Linked DNA regions of Anas platyrhynchos: all the other regions are linked to region 1. A link is a contact called in public Hi-C data. All regions are on one chromosome and are shown on one strand. Each heading gives the region's core, a stretch centred on a gene start, on an enhancer-like site or on the middle of the called end of the contact. The rest is flanking DNA. Distances are from core to core; before and after follow the strand shown.

Region 1 (3,677 bases), core at 596-3,095:
TAAATCTTATTTTGAATGGAGACTGAAAAGAGAGTGGGGAAAAAAACAACCGAGCCCTAGCAGCTGCTGTGAGCAACATACCTCAGCAGAACCCAGGCAGCACGCTCATTTCCCCATCGCTTTTGACAAGGAGCAATGTCACTTGGTGTAACCAGAGTCGTCTCGAGAAGACAGGGGACTGTCAGAGGCAAACAGATCCAGGCACATCGCGGGCCAGAGCTGCTTTCTGCACGCTCGCAAAACTTGCACAGCAGCCAAGAAGATTTTGGGGAATGCCTGGAATGTGGGATCGGGCCCAGGCTCTATTTTATCCTAAAGGCCAGACTAACAACTAAAAGGCTTTCATCCCTACTTTGTCTAAAGCCAAAACCAGAAGCTTAAAAAACAAAAATAAAATAAAATAAAAAAAGCCAGGGCTACGCGAGCTATGAAAACTAATGATGCTGTTTACATAAAGCACTTTCATCCCTGGGAGGGATGAAAACATGTCAGAAATGTAAGCACCTATACAGGGAGCTGAGTGCCCGAGCCACTGGAAAACAGCCGCTTCTGGAGTGAAATAGAGCAGCTGTTCAACAGCGCACGGCAACGCGGCGGGCTCCAACTTTTAAGAGTTCCCTAGGTTGTTATGATGTCCCTTCTGCCAGAAACATGTTGTTCTGCTTAAAATCTGTCCGTCTAATCACCAGCTTAAAGGAATACAGAGAGAGAAGGCATATTCTGTCTCAGAATAACCTTAAAATGTTAAGTCCCAGGAACTTGCTGCAACATGGGGACCCATTTCCCAGCACAGATAACACAGCAGTACCTGGGTTTAGATACACCGACAGTCATTTCCCATGTATGTTGCTACAGCTCTTTCTAGTTTAGGACTAATCTGTTTACTGTTTTCCCTTGTTCCCTGGAAGATTTAATATCTGTTCAGGCTGACTCGTGCTCCACAGACAGAGCCATAAACTGGGCAGTGAATCAGGGCCAGCTTTTCTAAGAAATCAAATGGAAATGCACGGGGAGGTAATAAAACAATAATTAAAAAAAAAAAAAAAAAAAAAAAAAAGGAGCCAAGAGCCAGGGAGTCCATTTACTCTCAGCCCTGCTGCAAGGTGGCTGCACTGCTTATCGGACACTAGGGGTAGGGGGCTACATTTAGGGGCCTCCCTGGCTTTTTTCAACGCCACTGCTTCTGGAATGCTGTAAAAACCTTCCTCAAAGCCCTGTTTTCACCCCGTTTTCTGCAAAGTGCCCACCTTTAGACCCAAACTTCGGCCTCACGAGCGGCACGCACCCCGGGTCGGCACCAAACTCCCCAAACACCGCACAGTGACAGCGGTCGGGGGGGGGACACAACCCTCATCCCGGCACTGCCAGATCTCCAATGCTGAGAAGTTGTTATTGTTTTCCCCTATTTTATTGATCCTTTTTCTATTTTTTTAGCAGGCTTTGGTAGCTCTCCCCCCCATCCCACCCGGCCGGGAGCAGCGCACCCCCCCGCCGCCCCTTGTGCACTGCCCAGCTCCAGCCCTGCTGCAGCCCCCCCGATGCCATATCCCACCCTCCCCCGGTGCAAACCCTCACCTGAACTCCTCCGCAAGCCGAGCCGGGGCAAAAATAACCCAGAAAAATGCAAAAGCAACGACGAAAAGGCAAAGGAGCGCGGTGCAAAAATATAGTAGAAAATGCAAAAAAAAAAAATAAAAAAATAAAAAAAACAAGGCCGAGACCCCCCCCCCCCCAGGGAGCGTAGTAGCCCCCAGCCCAGCCCACCCCCCGGTGACAGATCCGAGCCCCGAGCGGTGGGCGCAGCTCCCCCGGGAGGCGGCTGCGCGGGTGCGGAGCGCGGCGCGGGCCGCGTAGTGCTTTATCCCCGCGGGCCGGGCGGCCGGCGGCGGCGGGGGGGCCGGGGAGAGGCTCGCCCCGCTCCGCCGCCCCCATTGGCCCCGCGGCGCCGGGGGCCGGCCCCGGCCCGGCCTCGATGGGAGCCCGGCCCCCGCCGTGCCCGCTGGATGCTTGTGGGGGGGGTAGGAAGGGGGGTGCTGGGGATGGGGGGGTCCCCCGTCGTGCTACCATGTGGGGGGCTGTAGGCACGCGTGTAGGCTCGGCGGGGGGGGTATGTGCACGGATATGCACCTGTATGTGCGTTGTGTCCGTATGTATATGCAGGTTATGTATGGACTGATATGCACTGATCTATGCGCTGGTTACGTACATATAAGCAGTGTATATGTAGGTGGATGTGTACATATATATACGTTCGTTATACGTATATATATACTGCTTACATATATACACTTATGTATTTACATATATACACTACATATATACATGGATATATACACAAGTTATGTATATACAGAAATATGTACACTTGTTATATATACACATACATATACACTTATTGCGTAACTACATACATGCACACTGGTTACATATATCATAGAATCAGAATATCCTGAGTTGGAGGGGACCAACAAGGATCATCAAGTCCAATTCCTGAGTCCACACAGGACCACCCAAAAATCAGACCATATGTCTGAGAGCGTATATAGATGTATGTATACACTGTTTACATATATATGTATATATACACTCATTAAATATCTATATACACACACTAGTTACATATATACATGGATATATACATTTGCTATATATATACATACATATATATACCAGTTATATATATATATATATATATATATACACATATACACACACACACACTGGTTAAATACACTAGTATGTATGTATGCATATATGTATATACAAACTAGTGTGTATATGGATATATATACAAGTACATATACATTAATTATATATACACAAATTATACATGCATTTACAATTTAAGTATAATTTATACATAAATCTATACATTTATACATAAATTTGTAATTTATACATAAATTTACAAGTTTTATATGTGCAAATATTCATGCAATATCATGGGGGGATCAGGATCCACATTTACCACCCGCAGTGGTGAAGCCCTTCGAGGAAGCTACAGTTCAGACGCACAGGGCTGCCAGCTCCCACAGCATTGGGTTTCCCTACTACATCAGAGATATTTCAAGTCACTTTTTTTTTATTTTTCTGATCCCTGGGAAGGCGCAGGCTGGGCTGGCCCGGCACAGCCAAGTGAGATAAGTCTGGGCACCTCTCTGAGGTCTGCACTCTGATGCTGCAGGACTGTGGGCCTCAGGGCTGCAAATTGCTGTCCTGAAGGAAAAATGAAGCATTAACGTCATTTTATGAATTTATGGGCAAACTGAGGCATGGACGGTTGAACCAAATGTCTGTGGTAGAACCAAGACACAGCCTATTCTTTTTTCAACTCCAGCCCAGTGCCTTGAAGAGGAAAACTCTCCTCAGTCTTCATTGCTTCAGAATTGCTAGCAGCAGATTTCACACTTTGGCAAACACTAAACAGCCTCTTCCAAAAGGACTTCCAGGCAAGACAAGCCCCAACAGATGTAGCTGAAGGACCTGGGGGTGCCCAGGCAGTACCCAGTGCCTAAGGATCTGAGGGGATGCAATGGCCAAGCTGGGCTGGGCAAAACCCTGAGGGGTTGCAGGAATGGTCTCAACAAAGTGGAAAGGCTTTTCTCTTTTCAGCCAGTTTTATTCTACTAAGTTTGCTTTAGCAGAGATTAGTGAGGTTTTCACCTTCCCTCGGTTTA
Region 2 (3,677 bases), core at 728-3,227, 120 kb before region 1:
TCAAGGTAAGCTGAGGTTTGAAGAGGGTGTATATTTTAAGCTCATAGTATACTTCATTAGGATTTAAATAAACAGTGGTTAACACAAACAAAATTCCTAGGATGAGCTTTCTGGCCAGATAATGAGAACCATATAAAACTGGAAGTGTGTTAAGTTTGTAGAACATTAAGTAGGTGTAGCAGTCCTCCTCCTGCTATGCCCATGAAGCCACTGAGAGCAGCCAACCTGTTTTCCTCCTAACCTATTCACCACATTCTCCTGAAGGTCATACTGGCAAGATGTCATTTCTCTGTGGCCACAATTAATGGGTCTGGGAGCATAACAGGGATATATCCCTTTTCTTGAGAGATTCAGAGGTTTGACATTTACCAGCAAATAAGACTGTGGCTTCCACCAAGTGCCACAGTGCAATTTGGGAATCCCTCCTTTGTAGAGACAGCAAATAAGCCGTTGTTAACTCTTCCACTACCACTTTTCTAATAACAAACATAGCTTTCATCAAAACACAGCTTACTTTCCAGGACCAGCATTGTGGCCCTGAGCACAGCTTCACCCACTATCTCCAGGACTCAGGAAGCGCCTCGGAGCTTATACAAGCTGCTTCTTATGGACACGACTTTCCTGTACCACAAGCTCCCCTGCTCGCTTCAGGGGCCACTTTACATCATTCCTCCCAGACCTGCTCGTGCCTGCGTCACTCATCCGCCCTCTCTCCCCATCCTCGTTTCACACCCACTCCTCCATTTCCTTCCATGACACCTCACAGCCACCCTTTTTTTGCAGCACCATCTGTCTAGGACGGCCTCGCGTGTGTTCTTCTCATCAAAATTATTCCCAGGAAGCAAGTGCAGGATTTTAGCAAATCTAAAAGCCAAAAATCAAGCTAAGGATAAAAAGAAATGATTCTTCCTTTCTGGCTGCCCCCTATTCAAGGGTTCCACCTGACATCCACTTCTGATGCGCTGCCAGAGGACCCTTTCCTCTCATCTGCTGGATATTATTTCACTCCCCGAGCCAGTTACTCCTCAGGTGTCTTTCACACGGGGCCTTCCACACCAGATCCCAACCTGCTGCCTTCGTGCTACAGAGCGGCACCGGTTCAGGAAGAAGCTCAGAAGCTGCAGGATAGGAGGAAAGCAGCAGGGAGGGCTTTGAGATTGGAGGCAACTCGTTTGAATTCCTGCCAGCATGCTCCAAATGTTTCCAATGATGAGGGAGAAAAAGGAAAAAAAGAAAAAAAAAGATAAATATTCTGCATGCCAGATCCATAGCCAGTGCAAGTCAGCACAGCTCTGCTGCCATCTGGCTGGCTTCACCCACAAATCCCCGTCCCCTTCCATGGGGAAAGTCCTTCAAAGGACAGACCCCCAGGACACCTATCCCAAATGGCAAACAGAAAAGATCCAAGTCACATTAAAAAAATCAATCTTTGGTTATAGTACTGCAAAGCCAACTTGCACCGGCCGAGGATTTGCTAACGCAAGCTTAAAGATACAAAGACAAGCCTCAAGAAAGGGAATTTCAGAGGTAAAAAAAATGAAGCTGAGTTACAGCCAGCTTCTGAATTCCCTCAGAGCCCTTTACTTAGGCAGCTTTCCAGTTAGTGTCAATGGAAGTTTTGCCTGAGTAGCAACCAAGTAAAAATAGACTCAGAATATCAGGATTTGACCCAGAGCCTTTAATATACAGAAATAGAAAGACACACACACAAACGCGCAAAGAGGGTAAACCTCAGGAGTGATAATGAGCTTTGATTTTTCATCAGCCACAAAAATGTCAACTATGCTCCCAGTACATTCCACAACAGAGCAATATTTATATTTGATCTCTGCAATGGTTTCACGCTGCACGTTACATAAGCCGCTGATTCCCCATACAGTAATGGAAACAGACGGCACTTGCCACGGTTTATTTTTTGCATCAGGCATTCTTTGGCAGATACTCATGGGAAACAATATGGCAGGGGAATGGCATTAGACTTCCCCTGTGCAAACGCCAGGAAGGCTGTGAACAAGCAGTACAGGACTTTTGCTCTTTTTTTGGAACTGTTGCAAGAGCTAATGGGTCGTTTTGTCCCCTTTGCATACCTAGAAGGACTTGTGTTATGAGAGCAGATCCACTAACAGAATAAATTTGGCCCCAGTGCCCAGGAAACAACCATCCCAACAGTGAGCTCCCCTGCTTTTCCAAGGCAGGAGGCCACCAAAGCCTGTCACCGCTCCTGCTACCTGTGCAATGGGATTCAAACAATCTGCAGGGAAAAGTCACCCTTCCCACCAGCACCGCTATTTCCCCAGGATCTGTGCCAGAAAAGCACCGTGCTGCACAGCAGGAGCTCAAAGCTGGGGTTCAGTCCTTAGCTGAGCCTAGGCCCTGAAATAAATTAACTCTCATATTAGTCTGCCTAGTAATGTTATTAAAGAGGACCAAGCAATTAATATCAACAGCAGCACTAACTACTCAGTGACATATTGCTGCACAGCCCGCCTGAGTCCATCCACCAGCACACCGTGGTCATATACATGCAAGACTATAGAAGAAAACTTGGATCTGGAGTTGAAATGCCGTTACCAGCCTGGTGTCAGCCTTGGTTTTTGACCCATGACAGCACAATGGGATGTGGAATTATCCAGCAGCTTTGCTCGGGCTTAGCTTTGTTTGTATGTGTGCTTCAGGTTGAGGTTTGGACAGGTTCTTTCTTTCCTACTGGAAGATATCCTTAGAGATAAAATCCTTAGGGGGAGAAAGCTCAACTATAACGGACTTGGTGGAAGCTGTAGCATTGTGCAGTCCGTAGGTTCTTCAAACCCTTTGGAAACAGGCTGAAAGAAAAGAAGCCACCTAGGTCCTCCCTTCCACACCAAAGCAGTACCACCTCAGCTGGTTTAAAAGCATCCTGCCAGATCTGCACAGTGGGTACTGGATGTCCTGAGTACCACTGGCAGCACCATGGGCCTGGGAGCACTCAGAGTTTGACAGGCTGGGCCCAAAGCTCGTGATAACACAGACCAGCACCGCTCCCTGCATCCCACCCCACACCTGCACAGCGCTGAGAGCCCTGCAGAGGGCTTGGCATCCAGGGGACCCTGTGCTCCGGAATTCTCAAGTCCTGCCCAACACTGCCGGTTCAGCTGATTCTGCAAGAGGGTCAGTGGAAAAAACGTGACAGAACAGCTAGGAGCATGCCCCTCGATGAGCTAGCAAGAGCTGGAAGTAGTCCTTGCATGTTTTATTGCCAGGGATCAGAAGACAGCAACGGGCTTTAAATCTGCCTCCTCTCTTCAAGCCATGGTAAGCTGTTTTTCTCAGTGCATAATTGCCTACGAACTCTGATGGAATGTAATGGCTGGAGTACTAGCGTATCTTCTGCTCCCAGCAACCATGCACGATTATTTTTTGCATCCTTGCTGGAAAGAACAGAGCAGACTGTACTCCAGGACTTTGTCACCTTAGGACATATGATAAACATTCGCATGTGTCACACTCAGACTTACGCCAGCCTATTAGCAGTGCAGGAATAGTAAAGGCACCAAAAGATGAGCTGCATTTCCACAACCCTCCAGCTGTCAGAAGCACAGACTGACAGAAATAAAGCTGCACAGGGGAGACAGGCCAAACCAGAAATAATCCATCATGTGCCACGGTTCCCAGATTCCTCAGGATCTTTTCCGAGGAAT
Region 3 (3,677 bases), core at 703-3,202, 80 kb before region 1:
TTCTGCCAGGCTAAAACATGCAAGTCCATCTTCCACAGAAGGAAATCTGTTGGTTTAGAGCTCCTGGTGATCACCGTTCAGTCTGGTGTTAACGTGCTAGAGCTGGGTCACTATCAGCTCTCTGCATCCCTCATCCTGTTATCTCAGAAAACAGACCAAGTTAATTCTGTCACGCACAGATGCGTGCACTGGCATTTAAAGGGAAGCACTTCACATTAAAAGCAGAGTTTAATTGCAGTGGAAAAAGAAGTGGTTTGCTTCAGCAGAAATCTCAAATTTTGAAATGCTGAAGAGGAACTTGTTATTCAATGAAAAGATTAAACAAAGAACAGTGATTGCCACACTGCTCAGCAGCTGATCAAATGTGATTGAACTCTGTCCAGGAGGATATTGATTATAACTACTTGCTATTCCCTTTGAAATTAATTCAAATTTTGAGTTCTACTCTCAATTACAACACAAGCTTCGGTGAAATCACTTTGAATTTGCACTGCTGTCACAGGAAAGGGCTGCACACACTCTGTAGTTTTCCTCCCTGGTTTAGCTCCTCTCACGTAGTCCATGTCTGAATCTCTGCTGCTGAGGTTTAACAAGTACTGAATGAAAAAGGCAATTCTTCAAATACACATTCAGGAAAATGTTAAGAAACTAATAAAACATCCAGTAAGTCAGAAGCACAAGCATTTTGGTGTGTCAGAAAAGCAAGTTTTATTTGGAGCTTGGGAAAGGAAAATATAAAGCAATTCCATCGGTTGGTAGAAACCCAAAGAACAGTTCTATGTTAATACCCAAATCCAGAATTGCAAATTATACTGCAGAGTCCAGCATTGCTGGCTGGACTGAACAAAGCACAAACAGGAAAAAAAAAAAAAAAAAAAAAAAAAAAAAAAAAGAGTTAAAACAACTCTCACAAAACCCAACAACCCTTATTCTTGCTTTACTCATCCAACATGAGCAACACAGCTGAGGACAGTATTTCAACAATCTGTGTAATTTTATCTTTCCTGTGTTCTTCTAGTTTGGATATTATGTGTCATCTCTGTTTGTACAACAGCCAAGTGCCTGATCCTGCTTTCTTTGCCAGCCATACAGATCATAAATCAGAGAGCACAGCTCATAAATCACGTGCCACTGAATACTGAATCAAATCAAGACACCCAGAAATTCCACTTGGTAGGAACTACAGGACTTTAAGGGGGCTGAGGGCAGCCGGGGTATGCCCTAACATGCAGGAATAGGTGCAAACACAGGTGTCCCCAGCAGCAGGCATCCCCTGGCAGGGGGCTTCAGCCAAGCTGTCTGCAGGGCAGTTGGGGCACATCCCAGCCTGCTCCTTCTCCCTGGACCATTTCAAGCCCGTTTGTAGTCCCATGCCACATACACGAAATGGGCAACAGGACTTTTCCACTACATCCCTGTGAGCCACTTCGTAAATACCATGACTGAGGGGAAGGGAGTCTGTGAAAGATTCGGAAATCTGTGACTAACAGCCTCGTGCTTACAGTGACACGAAGGTTTGTTTCAGTTTTCTTCTAAGCCTATACTTGCATGAAGGCAACTATTTCACAAACAGCCCAGTTCTGCTCAGCAGAGTACTCCAAAAACATCCTCCTCAGGCTGTAATGTGGCCCTCAACGTACCACAGCTGCTCACAACACCCAGCCAGCAGGGCTGCTCATGAGCACTCCTCAGTCCAGGCAAAAATGAGCCAAATCATCTTAAAAACCAAGTCTTTACAACTCTTTCCCTTTCCATCCATGGCCTCCGCAGTGCATAAGCAAGCACCTGTGCAGATGTTTTGCCTCAGCTGGAGATAACCACACAACATGCAGCTACAAAAACCATACACAAAGGCCACGAGGAACGGGCTCAGCATCCAGCCCGCACCCCGTCTTACAGCAATACATCTCTGGGTGTGGGTGGGGAACATACTTATGCTTTGGGGAAGAGCAAGCTTGGAGTGACTCAGTGTTGTTTTTGGCTGTTTTTAGAGACATGGGGAGGAGAAGCTAAAAACATCCCCAGTGAGCTGAGAAAGTTTGTGTTGTAGGTCTTTCTCAGAGTCTGACCTCTATTGTCCTGAGTAGCACTGAAATACATGGAAGATGGTCTCTTAGAGAAGGCCCTACGTGATACTGGATGGTAGGAGAACAAGAATGATTAAATAGCTGGAGACGTGGGCACAAAATCATTTGAGAAAAAAAAAAATCATCACTTTCTCCCCAGAAACCTTTGCCAGGCAATGGACTCCAGCATTCCCGTGGACATTCAGCACCATGCACATACACATCCCTTTCTACTTGTGCACCCATACAATGATCTCAAGAGATAGGCAACTACCTCATGGCAGTATCGTGGTAGTAACTCTTACCACTACAGCCACCTCACTCCCTCCACATCCTACAGGGAAATTGTACAGACGGGGAACATGCAAGCTCTAAGTAGTGTCCAGATGTGCACACTCCCACCATGCTGCCAGGAACAGAGCCCACGTGCCCCAAATCTTCTCATGCCCTGCTCAAACTGCTCTGAACCATAAGGAAGAAAATTAAAAACAACACACTATAAGGTAAAACATGCCAAATCCCCAGCTGGTGGAGCCCCACTGAAACCTGGGGAGTTATGCAATATCAGAGCAGGCCCAAAACTGAATATAAATAATATTTCCGTAAATGAAGGCATAATTTTGTTCCCAGTAATCTTTAGTGCAAACCATGAGCCAGAAAACTCTGTATTTGCTTGTGATTCCTTTCTGCCCTTCCCTCCCTCCCCAAGTTCAAAAGAGTTTGGATCTATGGGCTTGGTTCAGTTCTGAACTCGGATTAGGAAAGTGCTAACGTTATCTCAAAGGCTGCCAACAGAGGTAATACTGAAACACACGCACTGTCCTCAGAAGGTTAATCTCCATTGGTAAGGGAATTAGGCTGAGGCAAAAAATGACTCTACTAGGAAAAGAAGTTCTGCTCCAGCTGTCATACGGAGTTATATATATGAGCAGGCTTACTGTTAATCAGTATTTTATTTGAGGTTTGAAACGGTTGGGCCTTCGAGCATTTTTTTCCTTTTTTTTTTTTTTTTCTTTTTTTTATTTTAAGTTTTGTTATTTCTTTTCAGAGGCTGAATCAAGCTCCACTCTGCACCTATCTGTCAGTTACACAGGGGACTCATTTGGAGCTACGCTGGTTCGTTACTGGAAACGCAGACCTTCCCTCTGCCGAGGCAGGCTTCAGAACAAGAAGTTGGCTCCCTCGAGATGCACAGAGATACACACGCTTCATCCAAGAGGTTTCAGAACCAACATTCAGAGGCTTGAAGCCCAGCTCCTGCTGGACACTCAAGGGTGAGAAAGCCCCAAGAACAACTTCTGATTTGACCCAGTAACTAGAAAGCCAGGCACAACGGTAATCTTTGGCCCTGCCTGGGCCATTCTCAAAGAGTGACCAGCTCTGAAGGAAAAGCACAGCGCAGGCTCACTGAAGGACAACGCTGCAGCTGAGATCCTCTGGCTTTTGTGGCAGCTCCAGGAAGTACCACACTACCTGAAGACCTCTTTGAGTTCCCTCAGCACACAGTACTCGAGCTCACCTGGGTCCTGTGATGTCTGACAGACACCTCCTGCAAAGCACTGTCTCTAACTGGCAAAGATTTCCGTGCTTTCAGTCAGTAAGCAGAATACC

What was found. A called contact is a pair of places that touch in the nucleus more often than the background predicts.
Region 2: a Hi-C map of skeletal muscle shows a contact between it and region 1, with 4 times the contacts expected there. The contact joins the enhancer-like site here to the promoter of KLF15 in region 1. A contact is called at or near these places in 4 of 8 Hi-C or Micro-C datasets (F1 follicle, F5 follicle, skeletal muscle and 1 more).
Region 3: a Hi-C map of skeletal muscle shows a contact between it and region 1, with 1.6 times the contacts expected there. The contact joins the enhancer-like site here to the promoter of KLF15 in region 1. A contact is called at or near these places in 3 of 8 Hi-C or Micro-C datasets (liver, skeletal muscle and subcutaneous adipose tissue).

Annotation. Positions count from the first base shown.
Region 1 is chr13:10,593,084-10,596,760 of IASCAAS_PekinDuck_T2T, reverse strand. It overlaps KLF15 (KLF transcription factor 15), which reads right to left and starts at 1,845. Exons shown (of 3, transcript XM_027467928.3): 1 at 1,576-1,845.
Region 2 is chr13:10,713,156-10,716,832 of IASCAAS_PekinDuck_T2T, reverse strand. No RefSeq gene overlaps it. Among named protein-coding and RNA genes, the nearest start is that of SLC41A3, 18 kb to the left of the region's middle. Within about 2 kb of position 1,977, at least 6 of the 8 cell types and tissues checked have an H3K27ac peak or open chromatin away from gene starts, as enhancers often do. A contact at or near this core is called in F1 follicle and F5 follicle, where this site is marked.
Region 3 is chr13:10,672,961-10,676,637 of IASCAAS_PekinDuck_T2T, reverse strand. No RefSeq gene overlaps it. Among named protein-coding and RNA genes, the nearest start is that of SLC41A3, 59 kb to the left of the region's middle. Within about 2 kb of position 1,952, at least 3 of the 8 cell types and tissues checked have an H3K27ac peak or open chromatin away from gene starts, as enhancers often do. A contact at or near this core is called in subcutaneous adipose tissue, where this site is marked.